Linked DNA regions of Mus musculus: region 2 is linked to region 1. A link is a contact called in public promoter capture Hi-C data. All regions are on one chromosome and are shown on one strand. Each heading gives the region's core, a stretch centred on a gene start, on an enhancer-like site or on the middle of the called end of the contact. The rest is flanking DNA. Distances are from core to core; before and after follow the strand shown.

Region 1 (6,249 bases), core at 1,711-4,210:
GCCTTCCTCAGTCACCCTTTACGCTTTTTGTTTTTATTTGTTTGGTTCTTACTTTTGCTTTAAAAGAAAGTATCTCATTACGTAGCCCTGGGTGGCTGCCTAGAACTTGTTAGACCAGGCTAGCCTCAGACTCACAGATCTCCACTTGCCTCGGCCTCCTGGGTCCTGGGATTAAAGGTGAACTCCACCATTCAGCTCTCCACTTGTTTTTGCTATTAAACAATGTAAATCATTTTTGCTCTACATGTACGAGTGTGCCACCTAGGTGTCTAATGCCGTGAAGCCCGGAAGAAAGGGTTGGGTCCACTGGAACTGGAGTTATAAGCAGCTCTAAGCCATTACGTGGGCTCTGGAAACTGAGGCCTGCTCCTCTCTCTGGCAGTGCTCTTAACTGCTGAGCCATTCTTCCAGCCTCTGTCCACTTATCTTTGAGACCGGGTCTCCCTGGGACCTGGAGGCCGCCAGATCAGCTGTTGTGCCTACTGGGGAGCAGGAGCTCTGCCTTTCCCGGCACTGGATTAAAAGCTCTGCGGGTGTGCCTGGCCATCTGCACTGGTGCTGGGATTTGAACTCCGGGCCACATATTGCAGGCTTTTGGTTTGGTTTGGCTTGGTTTGGTTTGGTTTGGTTTTTTTCTGAGACAGAGTTTCTCTGTGTAGCCCTGGCTGTCCTGGAACTCACTCTGTAGACCAGGCTGGCCTCGAACTCAGAAACCCGCCTGCCTCTGCATACATGGTGGCGCTAGAGATGAGTCCCTCACACATGCAAGGCTCATCCTCCATCACTGACTTCCATCCCAGGCACCGAAACACACTGTCAGCCATCCACTGTCACCATTACAATCCAACAAACAGCATTGGAGAAAAGCACTGTCCATTTCCCAGGCGAAGAGACTGTGTGGGGTGCATGTCTATAATGCAGCACTAGGGAGGCTGAGACAGGAGGATGGCTGTAAGTTTAAGGCCAGCTATGTTGGGAGCTATTAAGGCAACGCTATTGTCCTGATCTCTAAATTGGGCCTCTCCCTCCCCCCACCCCAGAAGAAAAGAGGGTCAAAAGCGGGCCACCGACACACTGCTCTGAGAACAACCACAGAAGGTTCCAGCCCTAAATCATCGCAGATGTCCTGACCACACCCTGATACCGCCAAGTTCCTGCTTCCAGGTGTAACTGCCTAAAGAATGTGCAATTCTATTGCCCCACCCCTCCCACTGATAAGTACCTGTACTTCCCCTTTTCCTTGTACAATTCTATTGCCCCATCCTTCCTGCTGAAAGGCACTTCCCCTTTTGCTTGTGCATTTAAGCCTTGGGCCTTTCTCAATACAGTGGGGTCTTGATGCAATTCAGAACATTTCCGGGTCGTTATTCGCACCAGACCCTCGTCTCTCTCTACCCACCATTTGGTTCTTAGGAGAAGGTCCCCTCGAGACCCTCGAATAACTGGACCTGCTGGACGGGTCACAGCTATATATTGAGACCCTACCTCAGAAAACTAAAATAAGAGGAGAAGGTAAAAAAAGAAGGAGGAGGAAGAGGAGAAGGAGGAGGAGGAGGAAGAGGAGGAAGGAGAGAAGGAGGGGAGAAAGCCTCCAGGTGTGGCTGGAGGCTGTGGGTTCTATACCCAGAACCACACACAAACAGAACTCCAGCTCTTGAGGTAAGGGAGAGGGTGGACGCCACGCCCCTGTCCTCTCCCCTGCCTGTGCTTTTGGGTGGAGGGAGGGGTGGGGAAGAGGAAGCTCATCTCTTCGTCCATTTGTAAACACTCCGTATAGCATAGCTACATCTAGATTTTGGGAACCCTTTTTAATTCACCAAGTACTTATTTAGTTAAGTTAATATCCCCAGCCCTTTCAGTTGTACAAACAGTCTCACTCTGTAGCCCAAGCTGGCCCACAGCTTCTTCTCCTACCTCAGGTTCCTCAGTGCTGGGATTTGAGGTCTGTGCCGACTTTTTCAGCCTTTCCCTTTTATCTTTCTCTTCCCTTTTTATGTGTCCATGTGTCCGTGTGTGGCATATGCACACACGTGTGAGATATATGCATTAATGTGCATGTGTACACAAAGGCCACAGGAGGGCTGATCTATCTATTCTGATCCATCAACAAAGTAATGTCAAGAGACGAGGTCTCTCACTGAACCTGGAGCTAGGCTGCCAGTCAGCAAGTCTCAGCCATCCTCCTGCCTCTGCCCCCTGCAGTGCTGGTGTTATAAGTGCCACATTCCCATGGGTGCTGGGGCTCAGAACTCAGGTTTCCCTGCTGAGCCATCTCTCCAGTCCTGACTTTTCCCATTTAAAACCTTTAATTTATTTTTTAATTATGTGTGAACATGCATGTCTCTGTGGGTGTGCGTGCATGTGATTGTAAGGTGCCCATAGACGCCCAAAGTGATGAGTCTCCTGGATCATGGCCCTCTTCAAGGATATGAACTCGGAATCATCTCCTTTCTATCTATCTATCTATCTATCTATCTATCTATCTATCTATCTATCTATCTATCATCTATCTATCTATCTATCTATCTATCCCCCATTCACCCAGGATCCCAAATACATCCCCAGGGCTTTGACTCCTATTTGCTTTGTAGCCAAAGATAACCTTGAGCTCCTGATCCCCCTGCCTCTACTTCCTCATTGCTTTCCCCCACCACAGCTACTCTGTAAACAATGGCAAGGGATCAAATCCCAGGTTTTACGAGTGCTAGGCAAACACTCTGAGCCTTATCTCCAACCCCTAGACTGTCTTTAACCAGTCCAAGGCGTTAGGGTTTTATCCCCATCTTGTATTTACTATTCAGTGGTGTGATGTTTTCCACACTGCTCAGGTAGGTCTCTGGTGCCAAGGACAGGGGGCGTGTCCTCATTCCAGTGAGCGCCAAGGACAGGGGGTGTGTCCTCATTCCTCCCTTGTCTTTATCTCATATATTCTCTCTTCCCATGGGTCATAAGTGCACCTCAGACCTCTCATGGTTCATTGTCACCATGTCCCTGCTGTGCCCACTGCTGCTGGCTTTAGCCCTGGTGGCTGTCCCTGGTGCCCATGGCAATTGCCCGGTGCCCGCAGACCTGAAGAAGTCAGATGGGACGCGTACGTGCGCCAGACTCTATGAGAAGAGTGATCCATACTATGACAACTGCTGCCAGGGGCCCGTGTTGTCTGTGGAGCCAGGTACTGACCTGCCCTATCTGCCCTCGGGCTGGTCTAACACTGCATCGTCTCTGGTAGTGGGCCAGCGCTGTGAGATCACTGTGTGGTCTCTCCCCGGTAAGCATGGCAAGACCCGCAAGTTCACCGCGGGTTCTTACCCTCGCCTGGAAGAGTACCGCAAAGGCATCTTTGGAGACTGGTCCGACTCCATCTCTGCCCTCTACTGCAAGTGAGTACCTACCCAATCCCACCACCCAAACCCAAGGCTCGCTCCCACAGAATCCAGAGACCCCCAGATTCATACTAAGAAAAGTAGATTTCTCCTTAGAAACTGTTCCTGGAGGTCCCATCTCTGAGTGCACCCCCTAGACTAATCCTGTCATCTTCTATCTTATGGCCCTCACCACCACCCCTAGGCTCTTAGACAAACTCTAGGCTCCCCATACCAGGAAGTCAACAATGCCAACCAACTTGTGCCTCCATTCTAGAAACCCTTCCACTCAGCGCCGCCCTAATTCTGCACTTGCATGAGGTTTCCTGGCCTAAGAATGAGGGGGTCACTGGCTCCTCTGGGGTCCTTAGACCCCTAAGCCAGCCCTGCCTCATTACATTCGAAAGCCCCTAGATCCAACTCTGAGACTTAAAAACCTCTCAGGCCTCGAGACCCCAGGCCCAAATCTTGAAGAGTCAGTCTGGTCTAACCCTCCACCCCCACCCACTTTGTTTAGATTAGCCCCAAATCCTGAAACCATTTGTAGACCTCCCAGGCTCATTCCTAGTGGTCCCCAGGTCCAGCAATCGTCCCAAGACCCACAGACCTCGGGTATCCTCTGTTTCACTGTAACAACACCCCAAGTCAGCTCAGCGGAATCCCTCAAAAAAAAAATGCCTGACCCCAAGCTCCTCAACCTGGAGCCTTGAACCCCTCCTCAGACCTTCCCACACGGGACAATCTCTGTCCGGACACCCCCTGTTGGGAATTCATGTTTCTGTTACAGGTGCTATTGATGCCTTGAGGCTCTGTCTACCCAGCCTGGCCTTGGGAATTGCTGTAGCTCCAAGAGCCAGGAGGCAAGATGACCCCACGACCTGCTCTCATAGCTTCCCTGTAATACAGCCCTTTCAAAGTTACAACCCTGTGTGACATCTGTGTGTGTTTGAGACCCAGCATCCACGGGTGGGTAGAATAGGAGACAGCAGAGTGATCAGATCTGAGTCAGACCATACTGGGGACGCAGCCTTTGATTGTAATTTGGGTTGGGATGAACAAAGACATCCAGGGAGCAGGAGCGAGCACTGCTGGCTGCTGTCTAAATATTTAAACACTTCTTGATTACTTCTCGACATTAATGCCTATAACGTCAGGGTCATTCTAGGACCTTGTGCCAGGGTAGAACCACAGTGTATTGGATGATGTGGTAAGAGGCAGCGGCTCTACCATTGAGCCACGCCCCCAGCCCCTCACTGGGGGATTCTAGGCAGGGACTCTACCACTGAGCCACGCCCCCAATCCCTCACTGGGGGATTCTAGGCAGGGGCTCTACCACTGAGCCACGCCCCCAATCCCTCACTGGGGGATTCTAGGCAGGGGCTCTCCCACTGAGCCACACCTACATCCCTCTCTTTACTTTTTTATTTTGGAACAGGGTTTAACTAAGTTGCCCGGGTTATCTTTTAACTTGAGATCCCTTTAACTCAGCCTCCTTAGTAGAGGGACTTAAAGACTTGACACTGGGTTGTTAATTACATTTAATGTCCCTTCCCTGACATATGGAAGACACTTTAGTTCAAACTTATGTTTCTGTTCAGGTTGTGATCTCGGCTTCACCTTTGTCCCAGGCGTGGGAGCTTTTAATGGCTGTCTGGTTCGAGTGAGTCTGGGATGTCCTAGGCAGAGAGATGGGTAGAGCTCTGTAGGAATGTAATCCAGGGTAGACTGGAGACAGGACTGGGATTTGGGGAGATTCTGAGAGTTAAGGGATGAGGAAGAGCAGGTATGTGAGAATACTTCAGGGCACACACTGGGGGATATAAACAGGTCAACTGTCAGGGGCCTATGAGATGGATTAGCCCATAAAGGGACTTGCAACCAATCCTGACAACCTCAGGTAGATCTCCAGGACCCACAAGGTAGAAGGAAAAACTGAGGTCAGGCTAGGCCCAGTGGTGCAGACATATAACCTCAGCTCCTCAAAAGGCTGAGGCAGAAGATTGAAAATTAAAAGCCAGGCTGGGCCACTTAGACCTTGTCACAGAATTTCAATAAATAAAAAGAACTCTGGGGATATAGTTCAGTGGTAGACAACTTGTCCAGTATACACAAAAGAACCTGAGTTCAATTCCCTGCACTGCACAAAAGAGGTAAGAGGTAGGAGGTCAGAGGTCACAGTCAATGAAAAAGATCCAGAGGTCACAGAAGTACCCGGAGTTCAAGGATTGGCTGAGTGGGTGAGATGTGGACTGAGGGGGCTTCTAATGAACATAGATAGAGCAGGCAGACAACCAGCCTCTGAGCACATGTTTCTTAGAGCCACTCTCTGAAAGTTTATTCACCAGCACGGAGACGATCAGTTGGTCTACAAGGGGTGGCCCTGCCCAGAGACACACATTCATAGAGGCGTAGAGATGTCAAAGGAGAGCCAGGGACCAAGCAGGATCTGAGAGGCCTGGGCAGGGAGAAATAGGAAGGAGCTGGGGGCAGAGAAGGGAGCAAGGTGGGGCCAGGGGTGAAGGAAACGGGGGTGGCGGGAGGAAAGGTCCGAGGATGAGCAGGGATGGGGGGGGGGGGGGAAGAAGGGCTCTAAGAAGTGAAGAAAAGTCAGAGGGGTGAGGGGGGCTCAGGGAGGAAAAGAGGGGTCAGACGAAGGTAAGGAGGCATCAAGGAGGTGAGAAGGAGGATTGGTTGGGGGTGAGGAGGGGTCAGACTGTTGCTAAGCACACACACAAAAGGCAGAAGCCAGGGAGCATCATAGAAATGCCAAGGGCTCGGAGGTGACAAACATCAGGGACTTTCAAAGGATCGATCGCGTTAGCCTTGGGGAGAGCCTGGTCAGAGGTCACTCCCGGAGCTGCACAGACACAGAAGAGTCGGTCACCCT
Region 2 (6,249 bases), core at 1,782-4,281, 420 kb after region 1:
AATAATTTTTGAAAACTAGCTCAGTCCCCTGTCCTCCCACAAATGTTCAAGGCTGCCCTGTGAAACACCTGCTGCATAACTTCCTTATGGATAATGTCTTGGGTATAGGGGTGCCTAGAATTCAGAGTGAAGGGCTTTCAGGTAAGAGACAGACTCTTGACTTGAGCCAGCCCCTGCTTCAGCTGTTCTGGCCACAGAATTTGAATGTGTGAACAGGTACATACGAGACTATCACTGTCCCTGTGGTGGGAGTTATCTATATGCCTTGGAGAGGCAAGAAAGGCCTGTCATTCACATTTACAGAAGTTGTTCTGGTACGTGGGATAAGGCCCAGTCATAAAACAAAACAGAAAAGTCCTAGCGATCCTGTTGGGGGTTTGGCTGAGAGCTCTTGTATGAGAGATAAAAAGCACTGGCTGGTATATTCCTTTCATAACTCCTAACCCCACGGCACCAGAGAGCTTAGTTATGCAGGACAGGGTGGAGAGGTGAAGCAATTCTTTTCTCCTAAAGAACAGCTAAGTGTAAATATTTGCTGGAGTAGGTTATAAAGCAAGCATACTAGAGCAGGGCCTTTTCAGAGCCGCTGAAGCAACGTTAGAGAACACTGTGAGCCATCCTGTTCTCAACCTTTCCTGGCTGGGAAGGAAGGGAACCAGGAAGGAGCAGGGGAAAGTGACACAGGCAGCCATGGGGATTCTGGTGAGTCCTGGTTCTGCCTAGGGTCTGAATGCACACCAACCTCACCACCCTAAAGAGAGGGGCTAAAAAAAAAGGAGGCACCAGAGGTTGGTATTTGTGAAAGGAGGATGACCCCTACTCCAGTTATCTAAGGAAAGGGGGGGGGGGGGGCACTGCACAGTTCCCTAAACATTAGAAAAGAAAGATCCAAGACATTCTCAAAGCGGACGCTGTGACCCGTTTCCTTCCAACTTTCCAAGTCTTTTGGCAACTTTCAACCTTTTCCTCTCAAGGCCTCAGGCAATAAATAATTGTTGAGATCCAGACTAGATCTCCCCTGCCTTTCAAAATGCACTCATTCCCCAGCTACCACTCCTCAGCTATTTTACACACTGCAGACTTCCACCCCCCTAGTGACTGCAGACAGCATACAAGCTGACAGTCCGACTGGGCCACAGTTACACCAGGTCCCACCTCAGGCTTTCCAGGCACTGCAGCTTCTCCCACCATTGACCCTCCAGACTGGGTGACTGGACCCAGCCATATAGCAACTTCCCTGCCCCCCCCCGGGGGGGGGCATCTGGTAAATGTCATCAAACCGGCTCTCTCCCACACCCTCAGGGCCCCGCTCCCAACTCCCAAAGTCCCAACTCCACGCACATCCCGTCTGCAGAGTCACCAAAAGCACATTCCTGATCGCCCTGAGAGCAAGGGTCTTGTCCTGAAGTCACAGTGCCCATCAGTAAGTTACAAAAAAGTCTCAACCTCTAGAAAGCATGAAGTAGCTTCTAACTTCAATTTTAATTTCCCACTCTCCTCACACTCTTGCGAACCATCCCCCACATTCTCACCCACTCAACACACCCTTCTTTAGCTCTTTCTGCATACACTCACACCCTCTCTCCCATCACTCCTAGCTTCCCTCTCAACCACCCAACACATCTCCACTCCTGGCCTCCTACTCTGACCTCCACTCCATACTGTGGCTTCCCTTTAGCATCGCCCCCACACTCCTAAATACCATCAGGAAATACTATTTTAATACCCCTTCACCTACCCTCCCCATCAAAAGACACTACTCTCCCAGAACACTCATTTCTTCCTCACTCAATGAACCCCCAAGTCTTTTAATCAGGCATTCCTAATCAGACTTCCATTTTCCCAAACTAACCCCCTCCCATTATCCTCCATCCCTGCTCCTACTGTCTTCCACTATTCTCACTGTTGAACTATTTCCCCGTGAACCTGGAACCTTAACTGTTTCACTACCTCTCCCTTCTTCAAAGCACCCACACTCTTTTGGGTCTCCCCATCAATTCTAATTACGCCCCTATCCTTTTCTTTTTACAGCAAGGCGCCCTCAATAAATCTCACCCTCCTCACACAAACATCTTTTTTGTTCCTAGGCCCCTAACTTCTGTCCTGAACACCTACCTTCTCAGACCCCTAGTCCCATCAGACCATCTTAACACCTACTCACCACACACCCTAGCCCATGCAGGCCCCCCTCCCTGTCTCAGGATTCCACAATCCTCTCCTTAGTGCCCCCTTTTTACCTTTCCTGATTCTTCATCTCTTCTAGAACCACCCCCCAACACACACACACACACACACACACACACACTAAGGCTTCCTGCAATTCCAATCTCTTCTTCAGACTCTCTGCACTCCAGACTATCTCCTCCATACTAGGATTCCCAAACCAAATACTATCCAGGCTCACCAATTCCCTTCCTGGACCCCATTGCTTGCCTGGGCCCCATCAATGCTTCCTCTGATCCAACAATCTCGCCTTAAAACCTAGTTCCATTGCAACCTCCCGAATCATCATCTCGTTTGTCCCAGTTCCCCGTGTCTCCTACCTGGCCGCCACTTCCCCCCTCCCCCTCCAGATTCCCAATTGCTTCCTTAAGCTCTGTAATCCCTCTCCGGGACTGCAAACCCGTTCCCGAACCCGCCAATTGTCTCCCAGGACCCTCCTCCAGGCCTCCCCGCCACGCGCAGGACGCCACCCAGCCCGGGTCACGGGCCGCGCACCTTGCGCTGCTGCTTCTCCCAGGCCGGGTCCAACAGCAGGTCCCGGTCCCAGTCATCCTCCTGGGCCATGTAGTCGCCCATGCTTCCGCCGCCACCCGCGCCATTGCCGCCGCCGCTGTTCGGGCCGTACTGGTACGCCTGGTTCGCTGCGTGGTAGTCCACCATTCCGCCGCCTTTCGCTAGCCCGCCAGCCGGTCCGCTACCGCCTCAGCTCCCGCCCCTGTGCCGGAGGCTCCGACTCGGCCGCCGCTTCAGCTGCTTTCAGCCCGCCCAAGACTGACGCCTGCGCAGTTCACTTGCCGCGCCTGCGCACTGCGCTGCCGCCGCCGCCCTCCCGCGCGCGCGCACCTGAGGAGGCCCCGGGCTCTCGGCGCCGGCGCAGAACGCACCTCCGGCTGCCCGCCCAGCGTGGGAGCCCAGGCGCTTCTAGCGGGAACGCGCGCGTCACCCCGTGTGGGCGGGGCCCAAGTCATGAATGATTCATAAGGCGGGGCTCCTCATCCGGCTTTAACCTGTTTCGGGGTGGAATGTGTTCCCATTCAGCCATTCAGACATAATCAAGATTTATTTGGCTGCCTGCTATGTGTGAGACCGTGTTTTCTGCCTTGGCATTAAAGAAGTCAGGAAAAGTCCCCACCCTTTCGAAACTATATACTATAAACCTTGCACGATGGAACGTGGGATCTCTGTTCTCAGGCCGCAGAGACTGAACGACAGATAACATGTTGGAGCTTGGGTTACACAGGAAGACCAGTCTTAAATTAAATAAATAATCGAGCTTAAAACTGGGCATGGTGGGCCGGACAGTGTTGGCGCACGCCTTTCATCCCAGCACTTAGAGGCAGAAGCAGGTGGATTTCTGAGTTCGAGGCCAGCCTGGTCTACAGAGTGAGTTCCAAGACAGCCAGGGCTCCACAGAGAAACCCTGTCTCGAAACAAACAAGCAAACAAATAACTGGGCATGGTGACACATACCTTAGATCCCAACTGGAGGTGTGGACAGGAGGGTTCAAGGCCAGACTTACTTAGTACACAGCGAGTTTGAATCTAGTGTGGGCTACATGAGGACCCTGTCTTAAAAAAAGAAAAGAAAAGAAACTCTAGAATGGGCTGGATTTGTAAAGTCTTCTGGGAAAAGGGAAAAGGTAGATATTTAAAGAAACTCTTTCAAAGATACGTCGAGTTAGATTGGACTGGGATAGCTAGTTAGCAGGGAAGGCAAGGGGTCCTTTTGGACTTGTCTATCTTCATTCTCGCAGCAAATACTATGCACCTACTACATGCAGCCACTTTCCAACTACGGACAGCATGGTAAGCCAGGTCAGTTATCAAACGACTAACTTTGTAGGAGAGATGGGCAACAATAAGAATTATGGAAACCAGGCATGGTGGTGTATTAATCCCAGCACTCAGGAGGCAAAAGCAGGCAGAGCACTGAGTTTGAGGCCAGCCTGATAGACAGAGTGAGTTCTAGGATAGCCAGAAAAACCCAGTCTCAGAGGGGGAAGTGGGGGTAGGTAGAGGAGAAAAGAAACACACACGGAATAATAATAGTGCCTCATTGAAGGCCATCTGATAACCAGAGGGGCCATCTCCATCTTGAAAGGTGACTTCCTGCTTCCAGCTGCTCAGGAAACCTTAATCCTCCCTTATAGGGCTTCTTACAAAGAGGCAGCCAGCAGCCACCATTCCAAGCCTTCTTCCTGCCACCCCCACTCTTCTGCCTCCAGCCTTTGGGTTTGATTTCTTTGAAATTTACATGTATTTATTGTGTGGGTCAGGGGTGCCCATGTCATGTGTGCTGGTCAGAGCTCATCTGTGCTTCTACCACCTGGGGTCCTAGGGGTCAGACTCAGGTTGACCGGCTCGGTTGCAAACTCCTTAACAACTGAAGCATTTGGAGCTGTTGGTTTGGTTTTGTTTGAAACAGGGCCTGAGCTGGGCATGGTGGTGCACACCTTGAATCCCAGCACTTGGGAGGCAGAGGCAGATGAATTTATGAGTTGGAGGCCAGCCTGGTCTACAGAGTGAGTTCCAGGACAGCCAGGGCTCTACAGAGAAACCCTGTCTCGAAAAACAAAAACAAAAACAAACAAACAAAAAAACAAAAAAAAGAAAGAAAGAAAGAAAAAGGAACTGTTTAAAAAAAGAAAAAAGAGGGGCTGGAGAGATGGCTCAGCCGTTAAGAGCATTGACTGCTCTTCCAGAGGTCCTGAGTTCAATTCCCAGCAACCACATGGTGGCTCACAACCATCTGTAATAGGATCTGATGCCTTCTTCTGGTGTCTCTGAAGACAGCTACAGTGTACTCGTCATATATATAAAAAATAAATAAATAAAAGCTTTAAAAACAAAACAAAACAAAACAGGGCCTGTAGCCCAGGCGGGCCACTAATTCACAGTGTAGCAGATGACCTTTGGCCACTAACCCACCTCCCGCCACCTCCTAAACTCTTGTCCCTCCTTTTCTTTTGCTTTCTTTCTTCCCTTCCCCTCCCCACTCTGTCTTTTTTTTTTTCCCCCTCCTAACAGGATCTCACTACCTCGAGCCCTGCCTGGTGTGGAACTCAGAGAAGAGCCTTCCATAGCCTTAGCAGAGCACTGCTGGGTCAGACACCTGAATCGGACCACAGCCCTCCCTCCCTGCTCTCCTGTGCTTCCCACGCTTAGAAGTCAGAAAGCCTGGACGGGCTGCTGGGGTTGCTTTTTCCTGGTCTAGACCCGCCCTTCCTTAGTAATTAAAAAATTTTTCATTAGCTAAAACTCAGTGGTAAGGTACTGGTGGCCAAGGCTGTCAACCATAATTCAATCCTTCAGACCACACATAAGGTGGAAGAACCATCCCCCAGAAGTTGTCCTGACATCCACGGATGCCCTTTTACAAAAAGATACATGCCGGGCGTGGTGGTGCCTGCCTTTAATCCCAGCACTCAGGAGGCAGAGGCAGATGGATTTCTGAGTTCGAGGCCAGCCTGGTCTACAGAGTGAGTTCCAGGACAGCCAGGGCTATACAGAGAAGCCCTGTCTCGAAAAACCAAAAAGAAAGAAAGAAAGAAAGAAAGAAAGAAAGAAAGAAAGAAAGAAAGAAAGAAAGAAAGAAAGAAAGAAAGAAAGAAAGGAAACATAATGATACTAAATATGTAAAAAAAAAAAAATTGTACAAAAGGAATGGGGTTCTGTCAGATCCAAAAGAAACTCAGGACAAATGGCTAACTGAGGTGCTTCCTAGCCCACAGAGGGCACGCGGGCCTCTAGGCTCAGTGAGTGCCTGCAGCTCCTCTTTGTGCTCCTCATTCCTATCACCCTGCTTCTCAGTGTGCGAGTTCTTGACCCTCTTGGCTCTTGGTTCCCTCCTTCACTGTCCACTCTCTGCTTGCTTGCGCTCTCTCTCTCTCTCTCTCTCTCTTTCTCCTCTCTTGCTCTCCTCCCCCACCCCTCCTTTCATGGTCTGGTTCAGTCTACTAATCTTGTTTAAGCTACTACTTTCCCTGCTCTAGACTCTTCCAGATGCCTCCGGCTGTACTCTCCCTC

What was found. Capture Hi-C pulls out chosen DNA fragments and counts their contacts.
Region 2: a contact with region 1 is called in a promoter capture Hi-C map of liver. The contact joins the promoter of Actn4 here to the promoter of Sycn in region 1. A contact is called at or near these places in 2 of 115 datasets of contacts at active chromatin or transcription factors (embryonic stem cells and pancreatic cancer cells) and 1 of 9 other capture datasets (liver).

What each region holds. Positions count from the first base shown.
Region 1 is chr7:28,537,925-28,544,173 of GRCm38.p6, forward strand. It overlaps Sycn (syncollin), which reads left to right and starts at 2,961. Exons shown (of 2, transcript NM_026716.3): 1 at 2,961-3,380; 2 at 4,150-4,286. The coding sequence starts at 2,986. The coding sequence ends at 4,159. It overlaps Nccrp1 (non-specific cytotoxic cell receptor protein 1 homolog (zebrafish)), which reads right to left. Exons shown (of 6, transcript NM_001081115.2): 6 at 5,672-6,249. The coding sequence ends at 6,208.
Region 2 is chr7:28,959,301-28,965,549 of GRCm38.p6, forward strand. Actn4 (actinin alpha 4) reads right to left here and starts at 3,032. Exons shown (of 21, transcript NM_021895.3): 1 at 2,719-3,032. The coding sequence starts at 2,883.